3 separate regions of the Rattus norvegicus genome follow, and regions 1 and 3 are each linked to region 2. Evidence: chromatin contacts called from public Hi-C data. All regions are on one chromosome and are shown on one strand. Each heading gives the region's core, a stretch centred on a gene start, on an enhancer-like site or on the middle of the called end of the contact. The rest is flanking DNA. Distances are from core to core; before and after follow the strand shown.

Region 1 (3,779 bases), core at 807-3,306, 120 kb after region 2:
TAATCACTAAATCAAATGTGACAGAATTGGTTTAGGCTCAGGTCTTTAAGGACTAGATCTGACTTGATGATGGATTGAGACTGAGGAGACAGAGCGGTGAGAATGCCATTGATAGGACAGATCCGCCCTACTGCGTTGGACCTTGTCCAGTAGTGTCCTGGGCAGTGAGGAACCAAAACTTTTGTTTTCTTTTCTGTTCATTAAGCTGTTTAGATCTGAGTTGTGATTTTTCTCTCCTATAAAAGAGAATGCTCAAAGTTTGTAAAATGTCAGGAGACAAATGTTGGTTATGACTGGTAAACTAGCAAATACCTTGTAGTTCACCAAGAGAAGAAAGAATGAGGCATAAGCTGAGCAGGTTGTGGGAAGGAGGAGGAAGAGAAAATGATCAGAGCCTCAGAAGGTTCTAGAAAGTTGCTAATACAACTTCCCTGTCTATTTGGGATGAGGTATTCCTGCACCAATGTCAGAGATGAGTGATGGATGTTGTTAAACTAAGACGTGACATTACGAGGGCAGCCGTTGGGAACACTCGAGCCTGGTGGTCTGGAGGCCCCTTCAAACTCCCAAGGCCCAGGAGCCCCGTGATCCCTTATTTCTGACAGCCCTATGGAAAGATCCGAACTAAAACTGGAACAACCTTCAGGTATGCCTGGTCCTAATTTTTCTAGAATGAAAATGTAAGTATATGATTTGCTTGAAGCCATATTTCCAAAGTGGCAAACCAACATGGGCAGGGTTTTACTGCCATCCAAGCTCCTCTAACAAAAGCTTGTTTTGGTAAGTGTCTTTAGAAAAATTATTGTGAAAGTGGAATTTTTGATTTAATTAAATCTTATGCTTTTGGCACTGTTCTTCGTTTTGATCCTTGCAGTTTTGCCACACTCCGTTCTTGACACAACAGCAGCACAGTATTGGTTTGGGATGCTGAAAGGGAAGGGTAAGCCTGTGGTGACTAGACTGGCAGGCTCTGCAAACCTCCTAATCTTCCCAGTGGCAGAGAACTAGATGAATCAGCAGATTTTTGTGGGGTTCCCAGTACAACACAGTTACTTTGTTTAATGTAATCTGCTGCCTGTGATTTTTGTGGGGTTCCCAGTACAACACAGTTACTTTGTTTAATGTAATCTGCTGCTTGTTTTAAAGTTATAAGGCATAATTACTGTGATGTTTCCCTTCTGTTACGATGTCGTTTGAAAAGATACTTTTCTGTTACTATTTATTTGTTTTTTTTTTTTTTTTTTTTTTTGTGCTACACTGATGGTATTAGCAGTTATTGGCAGCTGGGAAGTGATTCTCTATGTGACTTAGATAACATTTTGAATAAAGAAAATGTTACAGGGCCATAACAAGAGCTTAGGTGTGTTTTCTAGCTAGTTAAGTAGATCAAACCCAATTATATACAGCTTAACTGGTGTTCATATGTATGCCAGGAATGGGCATAATTGTGGACCCAGTGGTTTGGGATGAATGTAACAGATTCCACATGACAGTAGCTGGATGGAATGGGACTACTAAGCAGATAAAAAGCGCACAGACCAGAGGTTCCCGCTGTGATAGAGTAGCTCTGTGAAGCCAGTAGAGATTCTGGCTGTTTCTGCCTTTCTGTTCCATTGACCACAGGGTGTTGGTTTTGCAGTTGAACTTGGTTCTACAGAAGCTCATCATGGCTCCCATTAAGCTACTGCTCCAAACAACATGTTCTCCTATAACACAAGATCAGGAAGAGGTATTGAAGTCAAGAGAAAAAAAAAATCCAACATGAGGGTGGGCAGAAGACAAGCAACCAAGGGGCCATTCCGTTCTGTGGAATAAGATCAGTGTCCGTAGGTCCAAAACATAGCAGAAAATTACAGGAAGATCAGGGCAGTACAGGGGGTCAAAAGAATCATGGGGAAGAGAGCTCTTGAGGTTCGATTCAGACAGGCAGCAGCCTTTAGACATGTGCACAGCACAAAGGCCTGAGGGTTTTGTGTCAGGTGTCCTGAGAAGGCGGTCAATGAGAATACCACTGCATCTGAAACCCATGCCTGCTGTGCTGTTGGATGGCAGCCAGCACACGGATGGGATTTAACGCCTTCGGAAGGCCAGGCTGGCTATGCCAGCACATGGGCGGAGTGCCTGCAAGGGGACTCCTTTCCCTTCACATCCTCCCCTTTAAAGGCCACTCTCAAGCTTCACCTATTTACGTTGAATTTTGAGTTCATGTGTGTTCCTGAAGTCTGTAGTGTATATTCATAGATACAGGTAGTATTTTTTTTTTTAAGTAAAAGGGAGTCTCCAAGGACGTGGAGTCTCTCTCTGCAGTTCCATAATATGATGATATCATGCTGTTTAATGAACAGTGATTGGCATAGAAAGCTGGTGATTTATATTTGCTTTGTTTTGAATGCTGTTTAATAAACCGCACCGAGTTATTTTTGGCACAGTTAGAGCAGTCATGGAGCTCATTTTTCAGGATGAAAGGCAATTAATGAAAAGAAATAGTAATTATGGAGCTAGGTCTTAGTCTCCTAGCCAAGTAGTCCTGTATTGTTGTGTGCTGTAGACACAAGGAAGTGAAGTTAGAGACTTGGTGTTGAAAAAGAATCGATAGACTTAAAGAGTGACACTCATGGACATAAAGCAAGATGACTAGGAATATGTCTATGTGTATGTATATGTATACATATATGTTGATACAACATCCCCAGGGCTGGAATGATGATCTCAGTGAATGATGGGTTCACTGGAAATGCAGTGTGTGTTGCTTCCGGTTCTTGACATTTGACCTGCAGAATGAAAAAGATGACAGTTCAATTCATCTTTGGGTTAGTGTGGTATTTTATGATAGCATATGCGTATATGCATACCGCTACATACATAGGATTTATTTTAAATTGGTTATTATACCCTGATTACATCCAATACAGTTAATTATATTTCTAGTATCCCTATGTTAATAAATGGTGAGACAATAAAATATAATTATCTTTCTGTATTATTTGTTCTCATGTATCCAAACTGTATGTCTGCATTTCCATCTATGCCTTCATCTGTATAGAAATTTTATTCAGATAACCATGGCTGTGTTTGAATACTGTGAGGGAATGCTCAAGGCTTACTGTTTGGTTGACAGTTGTCCCGAGACATTTGGTTTCAGTTCTAAGGAAGGATTTTCTTTTTTTTTTTTTTTTTTTTTTTTTTGGCATTCTACATAGAGATGAAATGAGCTGCTTTAGAGAGTCCCCTCATTCCATGACCCCAGGCTGTTCAAGCCTAGGCTAGTGTGGTGCTTTCAAGCTGCAGCATGTATCTGAGCTGCTTGGAGGTTTTGTGAGAAGCATGTCTGGGCCCTACCCTCAGAGGCGTTGACAGTAGGGCTGGGATAGGGCCTCAGAATTTGCACTGTAGCAGGGTTTTTGGTGGAGCTGAGACAGCCTGTAGGAAGCTCACACGTGGTGAGGCACTGGATTAAAGGAAGCACTTGTCTGAAGCAATGCTGTGTTTAGGGCCCTTCGAGGATCTTGCTTAAATACAGACTGACTCAGCCTGGATCTGAGCATGAGATTCTGCCTTTTTTTTTTTTTTTTTTATGTCTCCCAGGTGATGTCAATGCTCTTGGGTCCACTGACGATGCTTTGAAGAACCCCTTATTAAAGATGATGAGGCATTGAAACCTCCAGATATTTTGAGTCCTGTACAGCTCAAAAGTCCTGGAAAAAGTTTCATTTTCACAAATCTGTACAAGGGAACAATTTAAAGACTGTCTTTGGCTTCTCAAAACAAGATTCACTGGA
Region 2 (3,910 bases), core at 122-2,621:
TTGGGGACTTGTTAATTTTCAAGCTGCTATTCTTTGCCATTTGGAGCTTCACTTCAAGCCTCTTCAGAGCTGATGAGCAAAGACTGCCAGCCCTATGTAAGTGGGAAGCGTAGCTCTTGAGTCCAGCAGATTATGGGTCCTCGTGCAATTAAAGTGGAGGGGAAGCCTGGGAACAATTTGTTAATCTCCGTGGCCTTTTGTCTGCAGAAACCGAATTATAAGATAGACTTATGTCCAGATCATATTTGCGGTCAGGGAAGGATTCAACATTTATTCAGACTATGTAGATTGATTGCCTCTTATGGCTATTAACATCCAGGGGCGTGGTCTGCTTACCCACCAGTAAAGGAAATCACCCCAAATCAAAATGGTGAGTACTGTGATGTTCAGAAAGTATAGTTTTTCAATTCTCCTTTTTTAACTGTTGCCAATGATCACAGAGGGATGAAAGGGGAAGGAGGGTATGTAGGGTGAGCTCTGCAGAAGTGCTCTGGGCAGCTCATTCGCCCCTTATCCTATCTCGACTGTGTTTTCCATTTTCCACCTTGCTCTGGTCTCCAAGTCCTTCACTCTCCTCTTCCTGTTCCCTCTGGCTTCTGGACTTGTGGGAGCCCCACAAACAACCGAATCTCAAGTTCAGCCATCTCCTGCAAACCTCCTGGCCTAACTGTGCTTGCCTGGTGTCTGCTCTCTCTCCCTTCAGCCCCAGCTCCTGCCACTCACCACTCACCAAACTTCATAGCTCCCCACTGCTGTTGTATTGCTATTTTCTCTGAATTGAAACATTCCCTCCTGGAGGGAGGAGGGAGAATCACAAGACTGAAGAATCTCAGACCATTAAAGACTCACAGGGCCCCCAGTCTAAGGTTATAAAATCAGGGCAGGGCCGGGGGAGGGGATGCATCCCTGTGGATTTGCTGCAAATCAGCCTGAGAACTTTTGAGTTACAGCTTCCCTGGGTGGTCACTCATACCAGCTGGGCAGGCTTTCCAGTGATGCCTCTGCCTTGAAGTCATTCATTTCATATGGAAACCCCTTCTGGATGCTTCTGTAAGGAACCCCAATAAACCCCTTGCTTCACCAAAGTGGATTTGGGTGGAACTGTTTGGTCTGTCTTTGGTGTCTTATGTGGAATGAATAAAGGTTTGTTCATGTCTCCCTGGGAGAGGCCACATAATATTTCACACACACCGACCCCTGCAGGACCAGGGATTAAGAGGACCTGGTATTAGCAGTCCCAGCAGTACTAATAGCAGGGACTTTATCGCCTGGTTCTCTTGAACTCATTCTTTTGTCAATAAGAGTCTCCTTACTAACCCACAACGATCAAGTCCATGAATGTGCTGTTTCCTGGCATAACTGTGACACACAGCCCTTTCCTAATGTTGAAATTCCTACCGAATTACTTAATAGTTTGTGCTGTTACAGATTGCAATATGAAAAGTCTTTCGAAACAGATGCTCTCCTTTGAAACAGTGAACTTTTAGGAAATGGACATGTTTACAAGTGAAGGTATTTGGTAATCAGACAGTAAGTGAGAACAGTTTTCTCAGTGAGTCCAGGAAAGTGTTTTAGGGCCTTAGACTGGCTATCAAAAGCACCTGGAACCCTGACACGAGGGAGTGAGGGGTGGGGGAGACCCTAAAGGGGAGGCCGGCCTAGATGACAAGATAATCCCAGTCTCATTAAAAAAAAAAAAGGAGACCTCTTTTCTAGTTTCTTCATGCCCATAAGAAGTCCTGGGATCTGTTGCTTCACCTTAGACTGTCCTCTGGCCTTGCACCCCAGACCTGGGACTTTGGGCAAAGGATAAAGTCAGTTGCTCGCCTTGTCTCCCAACTGCAGCCACTAAGTAAGGAAGCCAAGAGGTTCTGTAGCAGGACACATGCTTTCAAGTTCTCCTATCACTCTTGCTTTGCTTCCCAGTTTCTGTTTCCTATAAAACACCTCTCTCTTCCCCCTCCTTCCTACTATTTATTCAATGGCACATCCATAACTGATAGGAACGAGAAGTCCCACTGGCATTTTTTTTTTTTTTTTTTTGCTTTAGGGTTTTAGGTTTGTTTCTGTTGCTGTTGTTCTGTTGTTGTTGCTGTTGTTTTGAGACAGAGTTTCTATCTGTGTAGCTCTGGCTCTCCTGGAACTCACTCTAGATCAGGCTGGCCTTGAACTCTAAAAGATCTGCCTGCTTCTGCCTCCTGAGTGATGAGATTGAAGGTGTGTGCCACCACTTCCCAGCTAAGGCAAATATTTTAATTAATAATAAGAATAAAAGAATGGATTCAAAGCCTCTCCCCTAAACTTTCTTTTTTTTTTTTATTTATGTATTTAATGTATGTGAGTACACTGTAGCTGTCTTCAGACACACCAGAAGAGGGCATCAGATCTCATTACAGATGGTTGTGAGCCACCATGTGGTTGCTGAGATTTGAACTCAGGACCTCTGGAAGAGCGGTCAGTGCTCTTAACCGCTGAGCCATCTTTTCAGCCCTCCCCTAAATTTTCTATCTAACCCCATAGCCTTCCTGGACGGAAGAAAGGATGTGGTGCTAGCTGAAGGTGTTGGGAATGGCGGCCTAGTCTTTCTCTAACTACCTTTAGCTCCACTCACCGTTACAAATCACCCCGGTGTTTCACTTCTGCACACACATGAAATGTTTTGAACTTGTTGACATCTGGCCATTCCTGTGGGAAGGTTGCATATTTAAATGTCATCCAGGAAGAGCTGTAGTCCAAAAAGACTGAGCGCAGCTGCTCCAATGAGAAACTAATAGGCATGCCGTGGCTGCAGGAAGTCCCCAGTGAAGTGCTACAACTTGAGAGAGGAGTTCTTTACTGTAGTGGTTCCATTATTATATCCCCGTATTTCGAGTGGGTCTTATCTGTGGAACATTGCTTCTCCGTTTTTCCCTTGTATCATAGGACACAGTTTTCAAACCCTCAGCTTCTTAACTGGTCCACCCCATTTGCTTCACCTCCCACTCTCTCTCAAGGAGAATAAAAAAAAAAAATTAACCTACTTTCTGATGTTTGAGTTCATCAGTCCAGGCCTTTTGATGTTAGCAAATGGGGCTGTTTTCATGTTTCTATTATTACAGTGTGCTCACACCGAGTTGTTTCTCTGAAAGCAAAAAGAAGAGTGTGGTTTAATAGGATCCAGTACTAGGAGGATGACAGTGTGTGCACTCCATTAACAAGATGAGACAGAAGCCATTCTTGTCTTATGGGCTTGTGAACAGAAGGGTTGTTGTTGTTGTTACTACTACCATTGTCTGAAATTTAGCTTAATCTCTCCATTTCTCATTTTAATGGCTTTTTTTCACAAAAAAAGAAAAAGAAACTGCTGGAGTGGAGGAGAGAGATGAGATTACAACTTAGCAACTGGAGACCATCTTAACTTTGTAAAATATCTAAGCCTATATCAGCTTTGCATAGAATTAGTTGATATTTTTAGCTTTTGTTTTTATTTATTTATTTATTATTTATTTATTATTTATTATTTATTATTATTTATTATTATTCTCACTAAGTATTCCGGGCTACCCTGGAAACTCTCTACATAGAGCAGGCTAGCCTTAAAGTCACAAAGATCTTCGACCTCTGCCTTTTGAGTGATGAGGATTAAAGGCGTGTACCACTAGAACTGGCTCTAACTGATGTTTTTAGTGACAAGTCTGAAAAAGACTAAAATTTTCATATGTACAGATGAAACTCTTCATCTCTGTTTACCTCTAGTCCTGAGGTGAAAACAGTTACATGGTTGGTTCTTGAACTGCAGTAGGTACTTCTATGTTCTACAAAAGAGGACACAGAGGAGGTATGGCAGTTTTGAAAGGGGACTTGCCAGGGTCTGGCCTGGTTGGCTGCAGCAGAGGCCTGTGAGACATCCACTGTTCAAGGAAGCCCTGGC
Region 3 (3,702 bases), core at 887-3,386, 71 kb after region 2:
ACACACACACACACACACACACACACTTTTTTTTGTTTGTTCTATTGTTTAGTTTAATTTTATGTTTCTGTTTTTAGGATAGGGTTTCTCTGTGTAGACCTGGCTGACCTGGAACTCATTGATCTATAGACCAGGCTGGCTTCAAACTCAGAGATCTGCCTGCCTCCCAGGTGCTGGGATTCAAGGCTTCACCTAGGTGATTATATATATATATATATATATATATATATATATATATATATATATATGCTTACATTTTAGAGGCAAAGTACCAATAATGCTATATGCTGTGTCGATGGTGGCGATGGCTTTGGGGAGTAATGGCTGTACATTAACTTGGATGGCAAAGGGAAGGCTTTATCCAGAGTAAAATGAAGGACAGAGAAGAAAGATATTTTAGGAAAGACGTTCCATGGACAGAGGACAGCACACACACAAAGACTGGGTGGGTATGGTTAAAAAGCCGGGAGCCATGAGAGTCACACAGAGGGAGGAGAACACAGGAGATCAGAGAATAAGAAGCCAAATGTCTTAAGACATTAAAATGGCTTTGACTTCTGCTTGGGGGAGAACAGTGATGAAGTGGGTTTAAGTACTGGAATTATTTGACCAAAATTTCAACTTGATCACTGTGGCCAAGAGACACAGAACACAGACAGAACTGGGGGTTGAGTGGTTACAGGGCTACTCAGATGTGAAATGTTATGACTGTTCAGATCAGCTGGTAGCCAAGCAGGTGGTGGAAGTGTAAGGTTATGGTTTTAAAATGATTTGGAAGAATTTGTGGTGTGAGAAAGGAGGTATGCAAGCAAGAGGAAGGGGGCAAGCAACTGTTTCCTTTTGGCCTGAGCCATGACCACAGGAAGAAAAGGTTTGGAGGAGAGATTAGTCATTTGACCATCCAAAGAAAACTGGTAGGGACTGAATGTGTTCTCCCAAAATTTAATGCACTGGCGTTTGGAGGCTAAACCCTTGGGATGTAATTAGCTTCTGAGGATGAAACCTTGGGCTGTAATTAGCTTATGAGGGTGAAGGCTAGCTTAGTGCCCTAGTAAGAGGATACAAGGATGAATTCTCTGTCCCTGCAACAAGAAATTTCTCTGAGACGACAATCACCTGTCAGGAGTAGTCCAGGAAGGGTGTCTGCCACCCACTAGGTTCCCTAGAACCTTGACTTTGGAGTTTGCCTCTGGAAGTATGAGAAATACATTGTCACTGATTGAGCCATATGTCAAGCAGTCTGAATTAAGGCAGGGACTGCTGACCTTTGCAGTCACAGCTGACCTTGAGTGATGGGTGGGGAAGGCATGAATGGAAGCTCAATAAAGATTAGGAGGCAAGAATCTGGAGGCCTTGAGAGCTTGGTTTAAAGGGAGGGAGAGAAGGAATAAATACCAGCCCCACCCCATTATCTAAACAAAGTCAAATTTTGGTTCCCACAGTATTTTCAGAGGTTACTGGAGCAGTTTCCCATAATGCTGCTGTTACTAGCTACTGAAACCACCACACACGATCACCAAGCAATTCATTAATCAATCACAAATGCCTATTTTCTTGTGCTACTTCATAAATCAAAATTAGGGGCCTTGTTCCTTGGGGAGCCAGCTCAAAGAGAAGCAGTAGTGTGAAACGTGGCAGGAAGGTAAAGGAGGGGGTGAGGCTCGGGTCGGAGGCAGAAGTCTCTTGCCAAATCATCCAGCCCCAGTTCCTGATTTTCTTTTAGCACCAGAGAGGATGATCCTTCCCCTCCCACTCCTTCCTCCTTTGCCTTTGCGCCCCCTACTTCTTCTTCTGAGGTTCTTTTTCAGAGCAGGGCTCTCTCTGGAAGCTCGGCCCCTGCCAGGCTCCTTTTCGCCTCCCTGCGCTCCGGAAGAGGACAAGAGAGCAGAAACTCCAAAGAGGCAGGAACTGGCGTCCTGACTAGGTGCGACCCAACTTGGGGCTGGGACAGAGGTGCAAGACGCGCTCCAGGTGCGGGTCCAGCGCCTGAGCGCGGCCCGCAGCTCCCAGGGCGTAGGCGAGCCGGCCGCGTGTGCCTCGGTGCTTGACAGGAACACTAGCCAATCAGGACGTGCGGCCAGGCTGCCACGTGACAGGCGAGGCGGCCCTTTTCCCAGCGCGGCCAGAGGGAGGAGTGGAGCGGATCGGCGAGCCTGAGAGTGCAGCGGCCGCGGAGGAGGCGGCGGCAGGCGGAGCGGCAGCGGCACAGGCTCCCGGCCAACCCAGCGCGCATCCCCAGTGCCCTGCGCTGCAGAGAGCTCGGAGGAACGCGGGAGCAGCGACACAGGAGTGGACAAAGCAAGATGGCAGGGATCTTAGCCTGGTTCTGGAATGAGCGGTTTTGGCTTCCGCACAATGTCACCTGGGCAGACCTGAAGAACACGGAGGAAGCCACCTTCCCGCAGGCGGAGGACCTCTACCTCGCCTTCCCCTTGGCCTTCTGCATCTTCATGGTGCGGCTCATCTTCGAGAGGTAAGAAGGGCCGGAGTGCCTGCTCTCCTGCACACACGCACACGCGTGCACACTCGCTTGCTCCGTGGCGCACGCCCCCGCGCTAGGGCTCACACCTCCCAACCTTTGTGTTCACTGTGGGGTCCCGGATTCCTCGGCCGGGCTGGCTTCTGGGGAGCTCGAGAGGGTCCAACTCGACCGCGGATTTCCTCCGGGGCGCCACGAAGGGGCGGCGGAGCGCTTGGTCGCCGCCTGCGCTCCTCCTTTCCTGGCTTCCTCGTCCCAGAGAGGGCCGGCGAACAAAGGTGAGCGGAGGCTGGCCACGGGGAACCGCTGCGCCGGGGGCTCGGCGGTCTCCCTCAGACCCGCACTAGGCGCTTCCAGGCTGGGCTTCTCCTCCGAGGCTCGCCGCCACCCACCTGACAGCCTGGAACGATGGGGACGCGCGGCCCGGAGGGAGGAGGAGCGCACACACTTCCAGCCCTTTCACTCCCGCACGCACGCGGGCTGCGCTGCAGAAGAATTTGCCCGGACCTTTGGCTTCAGCTAGCTCCCTGGCTTCCATCCGTGACACCGAGTTTTAGGCCCTCGGTCCTGTGAAATGGGTGACGACAGCACTCCGGATCATTACTGGTTTCTTTAAAAGAGGGCAAAACAGGACCGGTGCCCATCAAAATAGTCATTTGAATCGATAGTAGAACCCCGTGACTAATCATAAGCTTCTTGCTAGTACCGGAAGACACTTGAAACGTTAAAAGAATTGTCACATAATTCTTGGTATGAGTCCTCGATTTGGTTAGATCTCGCCATTGAATCCGCACACAAACTTGTGTTACTCTCATTGAGTCAGCCTTAAGTCATGGAACTAGATTTTGCCTGCTGTGCATTCAACACTCACTCATGAAACAAAATCGGCGCAATACACTTCTTTCTTTAAACTGAAAAAAAAAATCGTCTTCCTCTTCCCTCCCTCCCACCCCCATTCATCAGAGAAAGCTGATTTCTTATATCACAAATATCCATTTCTACTCCAACCTCCCTTCCCTGCCTCCAGCTCACCTTGGCTGTTTCTCAGGTTGCTACTGTTATCTTGTTTACTCTTGGTTTGGCTAAAACCACTGTTGAGGATGTCAGAGGGTATCTTCTGTGTCTTTTGTTGCCTGAAATAGCAACAAAGCTTCCTGGGAACAGAGAAAGTATGTTTTGCTCTAAGGAAGGTGTATTTTTCAATGGGCAGTGTTGTTGATTGT

The links. Hi-C and Micro-C count contacts between places; a contact is called where the count stands out from the background.
Region 1: a contact with region 2 is called in a Hi-C map of the Rat2 cell line, with 3 times the contacts expected there. The contact joins two enhancer-like sites. A contact is called at or near these places in 5 of 12 Hi-C or Micro-C datasets (the Rat2 cell line, hepatocytes, kidney and 1 more).
Region 3: a contact with region 2 is called in a Hi-C map of liver, with 2.7 times the contacts expected there. The contact joins the promoter of Cers6 here to the enhancer-like site in region 2. A contact is called at or near these places in 5 of 12 Hi-C or Micro-C datasets (the Rat2 cell line, Schwann cells, hepatocytes and 2 more).

Annotation. Positions count from the first base shown.
Region 1 is chr3:74,089,440-74,093,218 of GRCr8, forward strand. All of the region lies in intron 1 of Cers6 (ceramide synthase 6), which reads left to right. Among named protein-coding and RNA genes, the nearest start is that of Cers6, 52 kb to the left of the region's middle. Within about 2 kb of position 2,057, at least 7 of the 93 cell types and tissues checked have an H3K27ac peak or open chromatin away from gene starts, as enhancers often do.
Region 2 is chr3:73,966,165-73,970,074 of GRCr8, forward strand. No RefSeq gene overlaps it. Among named protein-coding and RNA genes, the nearest start is that of Cers6, 71 kb to the right of the region's middle. Within about 2 kb of position 1,372, at least 6 of the 93 cell types and tissues checked have an H3K27ac peak or open chromatin away from gene starts, as enhancers often do. A contact at or near this core is called in hepatocytes and liver, where this site is marked.
Region 3 is chr3:74,036,725-74,040,426 of GRCr8, forward strand. Cers6 (ceramide synthase 6) reads left to right here and starts at 2,137. Exons shown (of 10, transcript NM_001399363.1): 1 at 2,137-2,473. The coding sequence starts at 2,304.